Regions from separate parts of the Zea mays genome. Here regions 2 and 3 are each linked to region 1. A link is a contact called in public Hi-C data. All regions are on one chromosome and are shown on one strand. The core of a region is the stretch at or near the end of the contact, and the rest is flanking DNA. Distances in the headings are between cores, read along the strand shown.

The links. A called contact is a pair of places that touch in the nucleus more often than the background predicts.
Region 2: a contact with region 1 is called in a Hi-C map of ear, with 2.8 times the contacts expected there. The contact joins the promoter of LOC100281565 here to the promoter of LOC100216730 in region 1. A contact is called at or near these places in 6 of 25 Hi-C or Micro-C datasets (bundle sheath, ear, endosperm and 1 more).
Region 3: a Hi-C map of ear shows a contact between it and region 1, with 4 times the contacts expected there. The contact joins the enhancer-like site here to the promoter of LOC100216730 in region 1. A contact is called at or near these places in 2 of 25 Hi-C or Micro-C datasets (ear and tassel).

What each region holds. Positions count from the first base shown.
Region 1 is chr8:108,807,543-108,811,246 of Zm-B73-REFERENCE-NAM-5.0, forward strand. LOC100216730 (Gibberellin receptor GID1A) reads left to right here and starts at 1,824. Exons shown (of 2, transcript NM_001399100.1): 1 at 1,824-2,253; 2 at 2,830-3,704. The coding sequence starts at 2,215.
Region 2 is chr8:108,472,148-108,475,851 of Zm-B73-REFERENCE-NAM-5.0, forward strand. It overlaps LOC100281565 (LEC14B), which reads right to left and starts at 1,622. Exons shown (of 10, transcript NM_001154484.2): 1 at 1,437-1,622; 2 at 526-937; 3 at 258-377. The coding sequence starts at 906.
Region 3 is chr8:108,520,072-108,523,775 of Zm-B73-REFERENCE-NAM-5.0, forward strand. No RefSeq gene overlaps it. Among protein-coding and RNA genes, the nearest start is that of LOC109942011, 45 kb to the left of the region's middle. Within about 2 kb of position 1,595, at least 17 of the 20 cell types and tissues checked have an H3K27ac peak or open chromatin away from gene starts, as enhancers often do. A contact at or near this core is called in ear and tassel, where this site is marked.

The sequences.
Region 1 (3,704 bases), core at 574-3,073:
GTCATTTGAAGCGTTTGTTTTGAAACAAAGAGCATACAAAAATGACGAGGCGGCAAAACGCCGTGTTCAATTAATTTCAAACAAAAGTATATTAAAAAAAAATTGATACAACGCTGAGGTTGTTGTCGTCTTCTGGGTAAAGACTATACACTGAAATGTTACGGTAGGTAAAGCTTAAAACCAGACACTAAAGCGTTGGTGGTCTAATGATGACGACAGTCGGCAGCTTGGTGTGGTGTGTGTGATCGATAGCTAGCTGATAAAGGCTGGGACGCTGGGTGCTACAAGACCGGTTGGCAAAGGCCGAAACTATGCTACTACTAGTTTTTTCCCCCTGCCTTTTTTTAGTTGGTATCTAGTGCTATGGTTCAGATGAGATGTTTAAAAAGCCAGCTTGTGTCCTTGGAAGCCGGTGGTATGTATTGCCGATGTGACTTCAATATGGGGGAAAAAGAGAGACGTCAACCTAAGGTTAAGGCATATGCTAGGCTGGTAGAAGTCAGCTTAGCTTAGCTTAGCTGCTTAGGCGTACTTCATTTCACCTGTGCTTTTTCTTTTAAAAAAAAGGGAGTTCAGCGGTAGTAGTACTTTGTTATTTCCTGTATATATTGATACCCCTAACCTGATATCTCAAATATCTCAGTCATTACGTGTGTTCGTTGGACACATTCGAACTCAGCGGTAGTACATCTCGTTTTTTTTTTCCTTTCTATATATATAAAAAAACATACGTTGTCACTTGGAAAACGATAGAATAGACAGACAGAGAAACAAAAGTGGCAAAGGCAACACGGCAGAGAGAGAGCATTTTTGGGACCCAAAAACGAGAGAGCCTTTCCTTTTGGCCCCAGGCCAGGGTTTTGCGATAGCAATAGTGGCCCGGATACGTCCAGCAGATAGCCCAACGTCCACGTACACCATTTTGGTGCACCTACCAGCAGTTCTCGGCTTCTCGCGCTCCGTCCAACTCCCATGGCTGGACTCGAACGAAAAAAAAAATCTAGGGCACGTTTGCGACCTTGGCCCGCTGGCCTGGCTGCGCTCGCTGGATGCAACGTGTGTGTTTGTGTGTCTTAATTTGTTTTGGGGCTCGGTCCTGCGGGTGTAAAAGTGGCTCTTCAGCCTGGCTCCCAGAAAACGAAGGCAGGCTCCGTTTTTTTGGAGCTCGGCTGCCGGTGGCGCAAACCAGCTCCTCGTGGCTGCTTTCAAGAAGCAAAAGTGACTTTTAACCTGGTTGTCTACGTGTGACAAACATCGGCTCACTTGGACCGGGCTTATTTGGTACAGTTGCACAAACAAAATATATTGTATCAATTGAGACCGGCTAACTTCAGCCCGGTTCACCCGAGCGAGCCGAGCCGGCCTCATACGCGTCGCAAACACGCCCCTAATCTCCGCGACGACAGCGACGACGAGGCCGGCGAAGGAGGAAAAGGCAGGCGAGCACGAAAAGCCGGAGGGCAACTCTCGTCCTCGTCCCCAAAGGGCAGCGGCAGGCCGGCTATCGCCAGATCCATCCAAACCTTCTCGCGCAACCCTCCAAAAGAAATAATAAACAAACAAAAAAGGCATGCGAGGGGATAGAGACAGAGACTGAGAGAGAGGGGAAGGAGGAAGAAGATAGTGTGTGAGAGAAAAATATTGACAAGTTTGGGTAGGGAGAAGAAGTGGGGGGTTGGGTGCGTGCGTGTAGGCCCCGCATCCCCCGCGGGTTTTACTTTTTGAGCCGCCCGGTTTTGTCGTCTCCTCCGTCCGTCCGGCGTCCGGCTCCGCACCTCGCTATTACCCCTCGCCCCTTCCCTCCTTCCTGTTCCCCTCCATCACTCCCTCGCCTCCCCCGCTGTGCCGGCCTGCACACACAGACACACACACCACAGCCTACAGCGCTTCTGCTGCTCCAGCTCCTCGTACTACCGCGCCCGCGCGCTGCTCGTTCCCCGGCCTCTGCTTGCTTGGCTCGTCGAGCCCAGAGGTTGGTGGAGAGGCGGGGCTTATTGCCCCAGATAGGAGATCGGGGACGCGGGAGGGCGCGTCGCGCTCGGGCCGGTCTCGGTTCAGCGGGATCACTTGCCCGTGGCCGTGGTCGGGCCTCCGGCGCCCATGTGGTGAGCCAAGCCAGGCTTTTGTTGCCCGGGGGGCAGAGATCTTGCACTTGCAGCAGTGAAGCCGGCGGTGCGGTCCGGTCCGGTCCGGAGCCGAGCGGCGCCCACCGCCATGGCCGGCAGCGACGAGGTCAACCGCAACGAGTGCAAGGTGCGCGCGCGCAAGCGGCTACCGCTGCTGCTTCCTCCTGTCCCCTGGGGCCTGTACGTACTAGTTTCTTCGCGCGGGCATGCGCGCCGCCGTCCTTGCGCGTTTCTTCTGTTGGGATGCGCCAGGGCGGCGCGCCTCCCGATTTGTGCCGCCGCTTTATGCATGGTTCGGTGGGGCGGTGGTGGGTCGGGGCCAGCGCCGGCCGGTGATTTCGCGGGTCAATCGCTCGCTCCTTTCCCCTTTGGGCTCAATCCCAAATTTATCCTCTTCTCGCTTGCCCCCGTTGTTTTTTTTTTGGAGTTTGGGAGGGAGTGGCGAGGGGTGTCACGGAAATGGCTACCCAACAAGACGGAAGCGACCAAATCATTGCCAAAGCTTCCATCTTTTCTGCTGGCAGTGGCAGGCGGCGGCCGAAGGTCCGGTGGCCGCTCGCATTGCCGTTCTCACGAAACTGCAAAAGAGTAGGGTGGCGTGTGTGTGTGTGTGTGATGAGGAGGAGGTTTGAGTGTTGCTGAGGAACTGTCTGTTGCTGCTGATGTTTGTTCCTTGTTGTTGTTGTGTGGTGTGGTTGTGCAGGGGGCGGTGCCGATCCACACATGGGTCCTCATCTCCAACTTCAAGCTGGCGTACAACATGCTCCGGCGGGCGGACGGCACCTTCGACCGCGACCTGGCCGAGTTCCTGGACCGGCGGGTGGCGCCCGACGCGCGGGCCCAGGAGGGGGTCTCCTCCTTCGACCACGTGATCGACACGTCGACCGGCCTGGAGGTCCGCATCTACCGCGCCGCCGCCAACAACAACGGCGGCGGCGGCGCCACCCTGCCCATCCTGGACTTCCTCGGCGGCACGCCGGCGGCGTCGACGCCGTTCCCGGTCATCCTCTTCTTCCACGGCGGCAGCTTCGCGCACTCGTCGTCCGGCACGGCCATCTACGACAACCTGTGCCGGCGGCTGGTGAGGCTGAGCAAGGGCGTGGTGGTGTCGGTGAACTACCGGCGCGCCCCGGAGCACCGGTACCCGTGCGCGTACGACGACGGGTGGGCGGCGCTCAAGTGGGCGACGTCGCAGCCTTCCCTCGGCAGCGGCTCGAGCGGGGGCGCCCGCGTGTTCCTGTCGGGGGACAGCTCCGGCGGCAACATCGCCCACCACGTGGCCGTCCGCGCGGCCGTGGCCGGGATCCGCGTGCGCGGCAACGTGCTGCTGAACGCCATGTTCGGCGGCGCCGAGCGCACGGAGTCGGAGCGGCGGCTGGACGGCAAGTACTTCGTGACGCTCCAGGACAGGGACTGGTACTGGAAGGCGTACCTGCCCGAGGACGCCGACCGGGACCACCCGGCGTGCAACCCGTTCGGGCCCAACGGACGGCGCCTCGCGGGGCTGCCCTTCCCCAGGAGCCTGATCATCGTGTCGGGCCTGGACCTCACCTGCGACCGGCAGCTGGCCTACGCCGA
Region 2 (3,704 bases), core at 372-2,871, 340 kb before region 1:
CAAAAGATACAATAATAAAAAAAATGAAAACTTGTTGTAAAACATGTAACCACATCTGGTACTCTTTGGTTTATTCACCTGTTGAACAGAGTTGCATATGAAATATTTCTTCTTGATAAGAAGAATAATGAAAGAGATTTATCTACAATGCTGACTGATGAAAAGTTGCAAAATAGAGTTACATGCAAACCAAAACTGAACAAAGCATGTAGAATAAGGGTGATAAGCTAAACTTATTAAATCCAGGAGAAACTTACAAGATACCGCTGATCAGGTGATAAGGATACATCACTGATTGTCCATCTTAAACACCTAGCATGAATGTCTTTGTGTATGCTCCAGCCTCTATCAACATCGTATATTCTTATGTGACTTCCCTGAAAATGAAAAGAAATGTTATTTATACTACGTCTATAAATTTTAACTTTAAAAATGCATAACATGATGACAGAAAAAGTAAACACCAGGAAATTCTGACTTGAACTTGTTTAAAACCTCGACTATTGTTGGTTGAGCATAGCATACCTGAAAACCAGCAACAAAAAGAGTACCATCAGCAGAAAACTGTGAAACGTAAGCACGAGAATCCATCCTATCCAATAATTCAGGATTGTTCATCGGAACATGACGACCTAGAACAAATGCACGGTCACCAGAAGAGAACATCCCCTTTCCAGAACAATCAATTTCCCTTCGAGATAATAACTTGGCAGTTGATATTATGCCTCTGTTGGTACCCATGGACTTGTAGCTTTCAGTAAGTCCTGATCTCATTCGGGTCATATGAAAAATATCATTATGTAGTGTTGCAAACTCATCGTTCACTTGAACTGAGCCAGATCCACCAGTATTCTGCCCTTCAGCCTCATAGTATTCATCGTCTAGCCTACTCATGCCATAACCCATTCTTTCAGGCCGATGTATTTATTGATTTTCTCTGCAAACACTTATCAATATTCAGACTCAAAGGCTTGTTTATAGAAATCGGAATGTTTCCAAGGAACAACGAAATTTGTTACATCTTTGCAATTGCATAAAAGACACATATCACGTGAGAGCAGCCTGTTTTTTAAGGTCAGGAGCAGCTTATGTTGGCCAGTTTGTTCGTTGAATGTGCTTTTTTAACTAGAATTCACAAGCCCGATTCAAACCTCTGGTTTCTACTCTAAATACACCCTATAAATTGTGGTATTGCATCATAAAATATTTTAAAACAGTGAAACTGCATCCGCGAACATGCAGGAACAAAGATTTTACTACTGATAATTACTAGCTATCAGGGGGAACCCAGTAAAGGGCATGGGTATACACATGTACACACGATAATTTTTGCCCAAAAAAAAGAGTTAGCAGGGATAATACTACATGTACACTACACTTGTAACTACATCAGATTCGACAAATAGATGTTAGGGGAAGAAAAGGGATAGGCGTACCCGGTGGGTGCTTGTCCCCGGCGAAGGGCCCAAAGAAGACCTGAGCAACTGTTGTAGGGCGGAGGCGATAGTCGCCCAGTCGCCGCCACGAGAGAGCGAGAAGCGCGCACGCACCAGGGGACGGGAGAACCACGCCAGAGCGAGCCAAGGGACAGAGGGAAGCGCCGGAGAATGGGAAGAGCCTGGGCGGACCGGATAACAAAAAAAAAAGGGCTTGTAGAGGGTTTTCTTGCTGGTAGCAAGCGGTTCTTTGCACACACAGTCACACCTCACGCATAAGAAAACAAAGTGATGAACGGGAGAGATTTGCCATTAGTATTTGTTGGCGCCGATCTAACCGTCAATCACTACGATATGCATTGGTGATGATGCTCGCGGACACAATCACACCTCACGCATAAGAAAACAAAGTGAAGAATGGGAGAAAATTGCTATTAGTATTTGTAGGCGCCAATCTATACGCCAATCACTACAATGTGCATTAATGGCGGTGCTCTCTACGGCAGCGTGGACGGTCCGCGACCTGGCGCAGGAGTTAGAGTTTCTGCAGACAAGTCGTACGGTCCACGCCTGATGGGCGAACGGTCCACGCGTGTAGAGGCGATGGAGTTCGCCAACAACACCTAGATCTCGCTTCCGGAAGGGACCCATCGAGGAGGAGAGGTTATAGGATTTATTTTGGGATCGGCAGACCATCCAAGACGCCTCTAAACGACATAGAGCCGGAGAGAGATGAAGATTAGAGGGGAAACTATGTTATTGTCCACACCTAGGGCAAAAGGTAAAGAACGGAAGATAAATTGATTGTTTGATTAATTGTTGGTGATTGTATCGGTCGTACCCCTTAATATATATAGGAGGGAGATCTAGATCCGTTTCTAGACGTCTCCCAACAGCAACACCGGATTTAGAGGGGCAAATCGCGTGGAAAACAGATTAGTTGTGCCTAATCTGATCTATTCGTGGACCGTCCACGCCTACGGGCGGACTGTCCTCGTGCTGGACCATCCGATCCTCAAGGTCGGACCATCTGACTATGCCCAGTACCACAAATGGTGCTCAACACATGTCCCTCTTTCTTTTGGAGGAGCTGGGTGAACCAAAAGCACTAGCACATGATGTAATCAACTCGACGTGACCACATCGGTTCTTTTAAGCATCTTGCCACGTACTACAATGATATTGCTTCCAAAAACGTTCGTTCAGCGCATTGGACAAGTCCTCACCTTGTAATTTTGTAATATATAAGTGTTTCCAGGTAATGATATTACATGTGTGATCTTTTAAAGACCTTTCTAGCTTGGCGACTATTTTCCAAACTTCCGGTCTCTGTTCCTCAATGGCAAGATGGTCTTTCATACCAGGTTTCCAACCTGGAATGACTTAGCCTTGACCTTATTGTTGTAAGCTTTGCCGACCATGATCTTGTCTTTTCTATTTCTCCTAGAGCTATCAATCTCTTGTTGGTCACTTCATCAATATAGTCTATCATTGAATTATAATAATCACCGACAGTTACATCATTCTGACTGGCGAACCTGACAACATTTAGGCTTACCTCCACATGCAAAACCGCTTCCTGCCAAAAACAAGCTCAAAGGAGAAACTTTAGTAGCATGGTGTTTAGATATTCTATGAGCCCATAAAGCTTCAGACAAAACCTTATGCCAATGCTTAGGATGATCAGATATTTTCTTTTTATAAGGCTAATCAATGTCCTATTACTAGACTCGGCCTTCTCATTGTCCTGAGCATAATATGGAGACGAATTGAGCAACTTGATCTTATATGATTCAGCAAACTTATGTACCTCATTTGATATAAAAGAAGTCCCCTGGTCTATGGTCAAAGTCTGAGTAATGCCAAGTCTATGAATGATATGCCAGTTATCAACCCAATTACCTCTCTATGTGTCATGTTCTTCAGAGCAACGACTTCAGTCCATTTGGTAAAGTAATATGTGGTGACTAACACGAATTGATGCCTTTTGATGATGAAGGATGGATTTCTTCAATAAAATCCAATCCTCATCCTCTGAAAGGCCAAGGTTTGATAATATGATGTAATTCAGCCGCAGAAACTAACTGCAAGTCACCGAATTTCTAACACACTTGGCATCATTTGTAGTACTTGAAACAATCGGCTATTATCACTACAACATTTATGACCTTCTATGACGAATAGTCGATGACACTAGAGTAATTCGTCATTATATCACCTTGTTTATGACGATTTTCAGAAGATGGCGTAGTATAGTGACAAAAATTT
Region 3 (3,704 bases), core at 345-2,844, 290 kb before region 1:
AACAACATCACCTGCGATGCAATGCATATGGCAAATTGAATTTAGTTCCATATATTAATCATGTGAGTGTCCGAGCTGCTCATGACCGTGAGCACGACTAGTATACCAGTTTTACACTCTGCAGAGGTTGCACATCTTTACCCACAAGTCATGTTACCCATCTGCCAAGAGACGACCAATCCCATACACCTCTACCGAGGAGGTGAGACAGGGTAACACTACGAGGCCTTTACAAAGTTCCACTAGCTTCAGAAAACCAGCTACAGTTTATAGGAAGCTCCAGTGCAGGAATCCCTCGCCTAACCGCCATCGCAGCAAAATCAACCAAGGACATCCCTACACTGACCACTCCCCTACTGCCCTTGCCCCTTTCGGTTAAGGTAGTCATCCACTAGCTTTCCTAGTTAATCAGCCAAGGGCGTCCATAAACCCTTGTGGTAGCACTGTTTTCCCGGGTGGTTCTCCATGTTCCAATTAACATAATGATCTTAACATGAACAATAAATAACAACTGATAACAAAAGTATAATCATGAATAGTGTAATCTTCATACCCAAAACCACATAAAGCAATAGCAGGTACTACCCAAAAAGTTTAGTGGAGTCAAGGTATAAAGATAATCAAACTAGGGTAACCTGTTGGGTCCCATCAAAATTAACCTATGCAGATCATTATGATTAATTAGAACATGACTGGGTAAAAGAAGTGATCAAGGGCACAACTTGCCTGGGACTTGATATTCCAGGTACCAACTTGCTCTTCAGATGACACATGACCTCACTGCTAGTCGTAGCAATACAAATAAACATGGTATAGGCAAAATTAACATCACACCAAGCATAAGAATAAACTGCGTAATAATAATCTATGCGAAGCTACAAGATCGTGGGTTCGAGAATAGCTAAAATTGGAGTTATGGTTAAGGAGTTATGATTTATGGGAGATCTATGTGATTTAACTATTAAACTATATTATAAATTGATTAGTATACACCATATGAGATAATATTCTATGAATAATTAATTCAACTTTAATCTTAATTATAACTTGACTAGAGAACATATTTTAATCAAACTATAATCATGGATAGGTTAACTTCGTTTAGAGGAGTTAATCTATTAAACATAGGCTAGACAAATTTCTAAAAATAAAAGTATGGGGTGCGATAAATGTTAGTGTCATACTGTATAGATGATATTATTGTGAATCTAACGCAATTCGAACGGATCAAATCAGAGTTACGGTTAAAAAGTTACGAATTTCTATAGATTTAGCACTGGTGCACAAAAGAAATTAAGTACACAATTTTAGTTTAGGTTTCATAACAAAATAAACTTACTAGGTGATAGACAAAAAAAATTATTGCAACTAGAATGGATGAAAAAGGATTTAAAATGAATTTTCTATGAAGTATATAAGTTTTGGAATTATTTTAGCACTAGAAATTCATTTTCTAAAACCTTTTCCCTATTTTCTCGAATTACAGGACTGCGCGCAGCATTTCAGAGAAATGCAGGGTCTAATTCGAAAGACTCCCAAGGCTCAGGCTACAGCTAGGGTGGACTGCGGGTTCAATATCATAAACCTGAGGGTCTCTCACGTAAAAAGCCTGGCCGAAGGGGTACCGCGCAACCTGAACCGTCTGATGTACTACAACGGCCTTGATTTAAAACATCTAGTTCTAATCTCACTCGTCCAACACCAGATCAGCGTCTCAAATTGCTTCTTCCTTCTCCCGGCGGTCAGCCATGGTGGCTCGCGCAGTACACAGCAGAGGCCATTGCCGGCACACGCCCATCCGGTATGCTAGCATCCAAACTTAAGCGCGACTCGATGAAAATGAAACAGGAGGGGCAAACTCGGAAAGGCTATCATACCGGTAGTAGGGACGGACCCCGGTGCTGGTGCCAGCGTTTGTCCATAGCTTCGCGTGGTCGCGAATACGACCGAGGCTTCGACAACGATCTTCCCAGTTATCTAGCCGTCGTAGCTCCATGCAATCCTCTGGTGCATGCACGACTTGATCTGAGGGACCTCCTAGCTACACTCCGAGGTTAACCAATGGCATAGACACCACAACGCTTCCTCGGTGACAAACTCTATTTCTTTCTCTACCTGCTATATATCTGTTAATTCGCGCAGACCATAAGTATGATGTCCAACGCGAGGTCACGGTGGTGAATAAATATACCCAGGGGCGGATACATGGAGGAGGTAGTTACGGTGATCATGCAGTTGTTGTTGGGTTTGTTACGCTGGTGAAGGAGAAGCTGGCCAGACAGATGCTTTATTCACGGGATTAGTTCATAACGAACTCCGTGCATGGCTCTGGGAGAGTTTTCGCGAGGGGAATACACCAGGCGGATAAATCCCTGGGCCCCAGGCACTGTTGGTGGCGAGGCCGCGCGGTGTGGAGCCCCATCTCCCAGAATCAGGTTTCCACAGCCGTCTGAGGTTCATGGCACCGCCCGCTTGTTTCGGTGAGGAGGAAAGAAGAAAGGGATGACATGTGGGGACCACAATTCAGTGATTGAGCACCAGCCAAAGCCGTGAGCCACGATTGCCTAGTTGGTCCACTGAACGGCACCAGGGGAAAGCGAGAGCCCATGTGGTTCTGGGCCAGAACAAAAAAAAAAAAAACAGTCGGCCGCAGAGAGGTTTTCTTTTTTTAATCCAAAATTCAAACCTAAATGAGAGTTTTAGTTTTTTTAAATGTATAAATCAAGAAAACATCTAGCATGAATGCTTAACTTCTTTATAGTTCATCTCTTACATTAATTACATTAATCATGAACCTTTATATGCTTTAAAACGAGTAAGAACCCATGTTACACAAAGTATTATTCCCTTCTATTTTGTTATCTAAATTTTGGGTATTACAACCCATCACCCGTGACGCCGCTCGCGGGTGTCACTTTCACGATGCGCTCGACACCTTGCTATGCCGGGCACTTGACCGATGTACTTGGTCTATCGAGTATCGCTGTGTGGTCTTCCAGCACAGTCACGGGGTTTACCCGGACCGTTGGGAGGCGACCTGCTTAGTGCGCCGTCCAGAGAACAGTCTCCGGGGTGCGGAGGTCTGCTCAGAGCACTACTCTATTTCTGAGCGGGACTCAGCTGAGGCGGCCATGCAAGATGCCGCACGGTGTGCGCCTTCGCACTACTACTTAGTGCTTGGTGGGGTAGCTGATGGTCTCAACCTGAAGTATTACCCCCGCCGCCCATCTGGCAGCACAAGAGGGGTGGTTGTCTCACCTGTTGGTGAGGACAATCCTAGGTTGAGCAGCACAGTCAACCTAGCCGCTGTGCTAAACACGAAACTGGACCATGCATTAGATGAGCTGAGTAGGGCTCGTGCTGAGATCACCCAGCTGCGGGCTGAGCGCGCGGAGCATCGTCACCTGGAGGATGGCTCCCCCGCTCCCGTCGGGACTCAGCACCAATACCGCTCACCTCAGCGTGGACACCATACTTATGGTAACCCCGACTGCAGGACCAAGATAAATTTAGAACCATAGATCGTCAGCGTTAGATCTTGTAATTAATGCAAAAAAACATATATAGAAGCTATAGTCTTAGCATCAGTGTTACTCTTAGTTAGTCTTAGTTAGACAGGGTAGTTTGCTTATCATGTGCCTTTATGTTTGTCATGATGAACTATGCTGGATTTGGATCTTTGTAATGACTGTCGCTAGGGTGTG